Regions from separate parts of the Mus musculus genome. Here all the other regions are linked to region 1. A link is a contact called in public Hi-C and promoter capture Hi-C data. All regions are on one chromosome and are shown on one strand. The core of a region is the stretch at or near the end of the contact, and the rest is flanking DNA. Distances in the headings are between cores, read along the strand shown.

The links. Promoter capture Hi-C pulls out the DNA fragments that hold promoters and counts their contacts. A called contact is a pair of places that touch in the nucleus more often than the background predicts.
Region 2: a contact with region 1 is called in a Hi-C map of stem cell-derived epiblast-like cells, with 24 times the contacts expected there. The contact joins the promoter of Pitx1 here to the promoter of Tfap2a in region 1. A contact is called at or near these places in 1 of 39 promoter capture datasets (embryonic stem cells), 5 of 484 Hi-C or Micro-C datasets (embryonic stem cells and stem cell-derived epiblast-like cells) and 1 of 115 datasets of contacts at active chromatin or transcription factors (embryonic stem cells).
Region 3: a promoter capture Hi-C map of cranial neural crest shows a contact between it and region 1. The contact joins the promoter of Msx2 here to the promoter of Tfap2a in region 1. A contact is called at or near these places in 1 of 39 promoter capture datasets (cranial neural crest) and 3 of 484 Hi-C or Micro-C datasets (all in embryonic stem cells).

The regions. Positions count from the first base shown.
Region 1 is chr13:40,732,320-40,735,169 of GRCm38.p6, reverse strand. It overlaps Tfap2a (transcription factor AP-2, alpha), which reads left to right and starts at 1,375. Exons shown (of 7, transcript NM_011547.5): 1 at 1,375-1,500. The coding sequence starts at 1,450. Gm26688 (predicted gene, 26688) reads right to left here. Exons shown (of 3, transcript NR_125899.1): 2 at 1,390-1,759; 3 at 8-1,148.
Region 2 is chr13:55,829,971-55,832,820 of GRCm38.p6, reverse strand. Pitx1 (paired-like homeodomain transcription factor 1) reads left to right here and starts at 1,396. Exons shown (of 3, transcript NM_011097.2): 1 at 1,396-2,049. The coding sequence starts at 1,881.
Region 3 is chr13:53,471,274-53,474,123 of GRCm38.p6, reverse strand. It overlaps Msx2 (msh homeobox 2), which reads left to right and starts at 1,344. Exons shown (of 2, transcript NM_013601.2): 1 at 1,344-1,792. The coding sequence starts at 1,414. It overlaps Gm33763 (a long non-coding RNA gene), which reads right to left. Exons shown (of 4, transcript XR_873406.2): 2 at 1-149.

The sequences.
Region 1 (2,850 bases), core at 126-2,625:
AGTCTTTAGTGTTTTTTTTTTTTTAATATCTTACTTTAGAATAATTGCAGTAAGGGAGGAAGGGTCCCGGTGGAGTGAGTAAGCCCCTGGGCGGAGTCAGGAGTGGCCAACTTGGGGAAGGGGTGTCTCCTGCCTTCAGGTTCTTCACCAGCCGGCCATTGCGCCGCCAAAACGCCGGCGTTAGTAACATCAAGTCATAAAGGGTCGCGTCCTTCTTTAATTAAAAAGGAGAATCTTGGGAAAACTGGAGCCGATTTGCACAGGAAGAGTTGGTTCCTAATGTTTTATTTTGATGCATGTACGACACCGCATGGAGAGTCGCAGGAGCTCATGGGTCTGCGGTTTGGCTCACTCCAGAAGGGGTTGTGCATCCCCATCCGAATTCTGTGTTGTTGTCCACGTTGCACCTGGGAAACCTTACAGTCCAAACGCCCGGATGAATAGTCAGTCCGATTCAGCTTCATACAAACCGGAGGAAAATCATTTAACCCCCGGATCTGTCGAGTAACCTCTTCAGGGTACAACTTTTATTTTACACGTAGCAATTAAGAGATCGCAAACCCCAACCGAGCCACCGGAGCCGGCTGGCAGAATCTCCAACCTGGGGGGAGGGGGGAGCGCAAAGCTAATAAAACTCCCAGGGCGCTGCAGCCCGAGGGGGTAACAGCCGTGAGCGGAGGCGATCTCTAGTTGGGCAAAATTCTTGGAGTGACTTTGCTGGTCCTGGTTTGGTGGCTACGGTTCATTGCGAAAGGGATAATGATTTCTAATAAAATCGGACGGGGACGAAAGGCAGATAGTGGCGGTTGTAGTAAGAGTGGGAGGTGGGGTACTAAAAGTTGGTCCCTAGGCGCCGCCGCTGGTACCCTGCGTAGTACAGAGCTTTATCCAAAGCATCTTTGGCTAGCAGGACCCGAAGACAGGCGAAGGGGAAAGAGATGAAATTGGGGATAGGGGACGCTCGAACAGGGAGGGTGCTGGAGCTCTAGGAAGAGTTGTTGGGCTTGCAGGCTGGCATGCAGGCAAGTGCTCTAGGAGCAAGTTAGCGGCTAGAAGAGGCCTTTATACCTGGGTCGGAGCGGCCGGCGGCAGATTGTGGTCCTGGCGAGCAATTGGACTATTGTTGATATGCTAATGAGGCGATTAGGCTGTTCGCGAGGAGCAGGAAAAGGGAAAAGTTTCTACCATTAGAGGGAGATCTCCGAGCGCACACGGGAGCTCTCTAACCCTTCTCTCCTCCTCCCTCCTCGCCCTTCTCCTGGCCCTCCTCCTCCTCTACCTCCACCTCCTCCTCCCCCTTCCTACCCTTCTCCTCCTCCTCGCCCTCCTCTCCTCCTCCCCCCCTCCTCCTCTTTTGCTCACCGCCCGCAGCCCGCACTTTGCGCTAACCCAGAGAGTAGCTCCGCTGGGGTGCGAGGCGCAGAGGGGCAAATCCGATCACGCCGATCCATGAAAATGCTTTGGAAACTGACGGATAATATCAAGTACGAAGACTGCGAGGTAAGCGCGGCGCCGACTCAGTCATCCTTGCGGCCACAGGCTTGGAGATCGACCCTCCCTCTCCTCCTCCTCCTTCTCTCCACGCGAAATGCGAGTGGGACAAACTTAACACCCGCGCAGCTCCCACCCCTCCATGTCGCCCGAATAGCACAGGGGAGACGCTGGAGATAGTGGACATGGATCTCGGTTCTTTCACTTTTGTCTTTCGAAGCTCGTGTTCCACTCTTTCCCCTTTTCTCCTGGTTACTTTTGGTTCTGCCTGAGAGTGGAAGGAAGAGAAGAGCTTGGATTTAAAAAAAAAAAAAAAAAAAAAAAAGCTGGCAACTGGGCACGTGCCTGTGCACTCTGGTGTGTTTGAGCGAGATCCTGGGGGTGCCTACAGTAGCAGGAAGAAAATAAAACCATGTCCCCCCTTTCACTCCCTCCCTGACATTAATACCCCCTTTTTCATTCATTCTTTTCTTTCTCCCTAAAGACGTTCCCTTCTTGCATTTGGAGAAGGGCGCACACACTTCGCCCTGACCTGTAAAGCACGTTCGGCTTGGGAGCCCACACGTCAGCCCTTGGTGTCACTCTTTAGCTGCTATAGTCCTTGAAGTTCTAAGGAGTTTCTCCCGCCGAGCTTCGGGGTGGACACACCCCGTGGTGGTGGTTGGGTGTGGGTGCGTTACCGGCCTCTGGGAGTCGGGGACGGGGGAGGGATCCCCCTTCTACCTGCCAGTGCTTAGCGGCGGGACCCTGAAAATCCTGGGGCGACAGCCGATCGTCTCCAGTTGCCGATAGTCCGCTGGGATCAGAGAGAGGGCCGTCCCTTGGGAACCCATTTTAAAACCCAGAGCCTCAGAGCATAACTTTTGGGACAGTCAGGGAGGCATGAAAAAAGAACCAACGGCTTGTGCGGGGGGTGGGGGAGGGATGGCCTCAGCCTGTTGTGTGTGTGTGGGTTTTTTTTTTTTCATACCCCACTGAAAGGGGCTGATCAGCGAGTGGTGTGACGGAGGGGTGGGAAGCCCGTGATTATCCAAATCTGTAGTAGCCTTGACTTTCGCTGTTCTCTCTTTCTTTCTTTCTTTCTTTCTGTCTGTCTGTCTGTCTGTCTGTCTGTCTGTCTGTCTTTCTTTCTTCCCCCCCCCCCCCTTTCGGCATTTGGAGCTAGGGGTTCCGGCTAAAACGTCTGCTCGCGGGCGCGCAGAGGCAAAAATTCTGACTTCACTCGAAATTAGAAACTGGGTTTACGTGAGGGAAGTGTCACCCGCTCCCTCCCCCTTTTCTTTTAAAATGCTGGGTTTTTTCGCCTTTCTCCTCTCCGTCTTTCCCTTTATCCCTCTCCACTCCCAACCTGGGACACCA
Region 2 (2,850 bases), core at 147-2,646, about 15 Mb before region 1:
CCCATCCAGGGCCCAGCTACTTCCCTCTGGTGGTAGAGAAGGTAGGAGAAGGACCAAAGGCAGAGCCTTGCAGTCCCCACCACTAACATACCTGTAGAGCCAACCCAAGAAATGACTACAGGAGAAGATGATGTCCTGGGCTCTGGACACTGGAGAACAGAGAAGTGCTTCTTTCCTAAGCCCTAGTCTACCCCATCAGTGGCTGGTTCAGGGGAGAGGTCTGCAGGTGAGGCCCAGAGACAGCCTAGGGGTCCTCCGTGGCTACAGAGGCAGGTCAGGGCCACCTCAGTTGTGACCTGTTTACTCAAGAAGCTGAAGTCCCTGGGCCAGTTAACAATTGTTGGATAAAATCCTTGGACAAACTTCATTGGAGCGTGAGGAGCTAAGGAGGGGACCACTCTTGTGAGCCTAGAGGGTAAAGTCTTTGCTTGGGGAGGGGGGAGCTCTGGAGCTACAGTTTCCTAGCAGTGTATCGGGAGAAAACCCAAAGGCTTCCTAAGCTCCCAGCCCAGGGTTGTGAGACATCAGTCACCTGGCCTACCAGGCCTCTGCTGAAGCCCTGAGAATTCAGAAAGTAGGCCCCACACTGGAGCAAAGTTACCCTAAAGGAGGGCAGAGGCTGGCAAGGCCTACCTGGTGGCTGCCAAAGACCTGATCATTGTAGGTGCAAAACAAAGGGGGATGTGGAAAGGCCACGGGCCTGGTGGGGCTCTTGGGGTCTCCAGTCCCACTCGCCATGGCCTAGAGCCAACAGAAACGTTTCGTCTGATTAGAAGCCGTCATCTCTACCCCAATTCCGGAAAATTGACTGCGGTGCAGAGAGGAAGGCCATGAGAGCAGCCTTAGGGGAGAGGGTCCAAACTAATTAGAAGACAGCATCCGGGGCCCATTAGAGCTCGCAGGCTGCTGTCACTCAGCCGGCCCCGAGTTCCTGGGAGAAGCGACTGAGGTAGGAGGGGCCCGTCTGCCCCTCGAGGACGACACCACCGCTGGGAGCTGCAGCAACCGGGAACCGGCCCCCCGGCTCTGCCACTGACTGCCCTGGCGCTGGCTCGGAGGCGCCGGCTCAGAGCGATCCTGCTCAGCGAACCTTCACTCATTCTAAGTTGTTCTCTCCCGTGGCTGGGGACTTGAGGTGGCCCAGACAGGAGTTGACTCTCAGCGAAACAAGTCACTTGGGGCCCCCAAGGTGTGCACCAGCCGCCCGGGGCTAGCTGGCCAGATGCGTTTCTTTTGTGCGGCCAAGGGAGAAATTCGTGTGTCACCGGGGAAGGAGGGAGAGGCGCGGTGAGGCCGCGGGAGAGGGGGGGAGGTGAGGCGGCGGGAAGGTGGCTGCGACGGGGAGGGCGCGGGCGAGGCCAGGAGGGAGGGAGGGAGAGAGGGAGGGAGGGAGGACGGCGGGGAGGGCGCGGCGCGGGCGGCTCGAGGCTGGATTCCGCCCGCGCCCGCTCCCTCGCTCGCTTGCTCACTCGCTCGCGCCCTCCCTCCTTCTCTCCCAGCCCCCTCCCACCGAGGCCCACCCCACCCACCACCCCTGGCGCAGGGACTGCTGGAACCTGGCTGCGCGCACTGTCGTTTTCAGACAGACTCTGCGGGCTCCGACCCGAGCCTTAGAAACCGGCCTCGAATCGGGACTGGGGCCCGGGCCGGCCGGGCAGCTGAGGCCGGAGCAGCAGGAGCGCGTGGCGGAGCCCCGAGCCCCGAACCCGGTCCCGCAGCCTGGAGAGGTCGATGGAGCTCGAACGGCGTCGCTGTGGGCGCGGGCAGCCCTGGGGGGCAGCCGCTTAGGCGCCACTCTCTTGTCCCCAACAGGTCGCAGCCTGGGCGGCCGGGAGCTCCCAGCCCCGGCCCCTGGAGCGCCCGTTGCGGTCCCCACCTCCATGGACGCCTTCAAGGGAGGCATGAGCCTGGAGAGGCTACCGGAGGGGCTGCGGCCACCGCCACCACCACCGCACGACATGGGGCCCAGCTTCCACCTGGCCCGCGCCGCCGACCCCCGGGAGCCGCTGGAGAACTCCGCCAGCGAATCGTCCGACGCTGATCTGCCAGGTAAACGCGGCTCCCCCAACCCGCGGCGGGCATCCAGCCTCCGCGCACACCGGGCGGCTTGGCACGCAGCCGGGTCCCCTCTGCGTCTCTGCAGCGAGGAGCTTTCTTTTTCCTCCCTGGTCTTAACCTGACGATGAACACGGAAATTTACACGCGCGTTCGCACGCACACGCGAAGTCACTTCCAAACAGTCCCCCACACGCCAAGCCCTGAGTGGGACTGGCAGCCCCTCTGGAGCAGGAGCAGATAGCACGCGGGAGAAAAAAGTTGAGTTTTCCCTAACTGGTTGCTGAGGAGTCGCTGGGGCTCAGGGCGAGAAGCAGATGTGCAGGGAGTAGAAGGGGTGGCCAGACAAAGTGCCCAAAGAGACACCTTGACAGATGGAGGAAAGAATCCTAAAAGAAGAGGTGGGGTCACAGAGCAGGCTAGAAGAGAGGGGTCCGTAAAGCCGAGCTCGAGCTCTGGGGACAGCGAGAGCCAGCCAGCTAGGAGGCGCGGCCTGACTCCCGGCAGAGCCGGCAGAACCCTGCTGCAGCGGGGATCCTGGCCCACGTGGACACCTCAGCCCAGAGCCACCAGGGGTCCAGCCAGGGTGGGTTCTCGACTCCACAAATCCCCCAGTTGTCTTTTAAAAAACAAAACAAAACAAAACAACCCCGATCTCTTGAGCTGGGCCCGAGATTGGGTGGCTTCGGCCATGTCCGTTTCCAGGCCTGTCCTGTCTTGGAGCGGCTGTGCACGGGAGGGGGGTCCCAACCCCAAATAGTCACAGATCTCCAGGCTGCCTGGGACAGCCATCCC
Region 3 (2,850 bases), core at 95-2,594, about 13 Mb before region 1:
AAGCTTCTGCAGCCTGAAATGGGTTGTTTGCAGCGATCTTTCTGCTCCTGCTGGCTTGCGGGCAAGGGAGGTGCAGAATTATTTCAGGCCTCTGTCTCAAAACTCTCTTCTTCCATGCATTGATACAGTTGGTCACTGATGCTTTGGGGCTGCAGTTAGATAGAGAGTGTGCTTTAGGGTGGGATCCTGATAGGTATGCTGCTTAAAATTTCAAAGTCAGGTGAGATGAGCTTTCCCCAAAGATATTCAGGCTTTGGGTTTGCAAAGTCGAACCCTGTTATTTGCAGAGAGAATAAAGACACTAAATGTCACAAATACCCTTCTCCCCTGCCCATCACCTCCCAAGGCAGATGCTATCCTGACACCTGAACTCCAATGACAAACACAAACTCAAAAAAAAAAAAAAAAAAAAAAAACCTCATGAGCACACTTTTGCACGGGCCTAGAGAGGAGACTCAAGGGGTGAGAAAATATCCCCATTGACAGTTTCTAAAACTTGTCCTGTTTGGACAGAGTATGAAATGGAGATCATTTGTGTAAATTAGCTGCCAGGAACCAATGGGCGCTGGGTCTGCTGGTGCACACCTACACTCTCAACACCAGGGACGAAGCCAGTGGGGTAGCAAGTTCAGGACCATCTTGGGTAAGATAGGGAGCGACTTCTAAGCTAGCCAGAGCTGGAGAGCAAGAGTCTGTTTTAAAGGAAAAAAAAAGGGAGAAAGGGTAGAGATTAGTTGAATATCCCTTGACCACCTCTCAGCCTTTCTCATCTTTGTCCCTTTTCTTAAGGAATGAGTTACAGCTAATGTCTTGGAACACTCTCCAAAGATAAGACAACTAAGGACCATGCCTAAACTATTTCTATTAGTAAAGATGCTGCTATTGTTTTCCATTATAGTTACAAAGATACACTAGTTTGAGCTCATAGTGGGAGCTTTATAAATGTTCCATGCCCTCCGCAGATTTCCAACATTCTCAGGCGGGAGCGTGTGGGATCGGCACCAGAAACACTTTAAAGAGGGGTTAAAAGACAAGAAATGAGACTCGGCAAGCTTCCTCTTTAAACAATCGGCTTTAATTACGCCTTAGACTTTTCAGTTTGGGCGATTATAACCCTTGAGGGATCGCCTAATAACAACTCTGCTGACTGCTCCTGTAATTAACTCCTAATTTATTTCAAACGGGGCGGGGGAAGGGCCCCAAGCCTCTCCAGGGAGAGCCAATCGGTGGCGAGCGTCCGTGGCGTCAGGAGCAGGGCCGTCGCCAGTTGGTTGAGCCGAGTCTCCCACTTCCCCTCGGAGGACAGGCTGGGCTCCCAGCGCGCCCCTGCCGGCTCCCCCCCCAAAAGTTGGAGTCTTCGCTTGAGAGTTGCCAGCGGAGTCGCGCGCCGACAGCTACGCGGCGCAGAAAGTCATGGCTTCTCCGACTAAAGGCGGTGACTTGTTTTCGTCGGATGAGGAGGGCCCCGCGGTACTGGCCGGCCCGGGTCCCGGGCCTGGAGGAGCCGAGGGCAGCGCAGAGGAACGCAGGGTCAAGGTCTCCAGCCTGCCCTTCAGCGTGGAGGCGCTCATGTCCGACAAGAAGCCGCCCAAGGAATCGCCCGCGGTGCCACCCGACTGCGCCTCGGCTGGCGCTGTCCTGCGGCCGCTGCTGCTGCCGGGACACGGCGTCCGGGACGCTCACAGTCCCGGGCCTCTCGTCAAGCCCTTCGAGACCGCCTCGGTCAAGTCGGAAAATTCCGAAGACGGAGCACCGTGGATACAGGAGCCCGGCAGATACTCCCCGCCGCCCAGTGAGTGCGCGTCTGGGACGGGATCCGGGCTGGACCAGCGCGAGGGGTCCCAGAGGGGCTGGGGAACGGGTGTTAACAGGATGATGCTCTTGACCCCCCTGGTACCCCAGTTCAGCGGGCGGTCCGCATCCCAGAATCCCTAGCTTCGAGGAATCTGCAGTACCTGAGCGCTGGCTGGCATTTGAAAACCAAACCAAGTTGTTGATTTCTGCAGTCCTTAGCCCCCTGCTCCGAAAACTTCATATTTGTGTACCTGCCCGGGAAATAGGGGAGAGTCGCTGTTTTGTTTTGTTGAGTCAGGGTCTCCTGTGGCCCGTGCTGGTATGCAGCTCAGGATGGTCTTGAACTCGTCATCTTACTCCACCACCTAAGTACTAGAATAACTGGTGTGCACCACCACACCGGGCTGGGATCCACTTTAAATGAGTATTGAAATGTGGTTTTGCTGGCCTTCAAAATATACAGGCAGCCCCATGAAGTTCACCCCACTATAAAGACTAGACAACTGGAAGTTAACCAGACATGGAGCAGACATACTTGGTAGTCTTCGAACTCCAGTGTCCATCCTATGAAGGGAAGGTGGCAGGCAGAGACTGATTCGGAAAGGAAGCTTCTTGTATTCTAGTCCGTTGTTGGTTAGGTTCTGCGTGTTGCAGGGAGCTAGTTTGGGCCAGACCCTCGTGGGCTCTCCTGGGTTCACAGTAATAATTAACAGCATTCCTTCAGAACTTGAGAATGTACAGTGAGGTGGCCACAAGTTCGCCAGATTTGGCTGCTTGCTAGAACCTCAAAGTACAGGCAGAGGCATGCCACCTGTGGCTACCCCTTCAGACTTGGTGGCTAGTGCTTAGAGGATTGCTCTTGCTTGGTCCAGGTTACCATTCATACTTGCAATGGGCATGGGGGTCTGGTGTCCATGCTCTCTGCCCCCTCTTTTGAGGGTGATGGCCATATTGCTATTTTCACTGCACCCCACTTCCTCCAGGGAGGCTGTGCCGACTTCCTTTCCAGACTTAGCATCCCTTTGGGGTCCATTCCTGAAACTTTGTTTTTAGTTT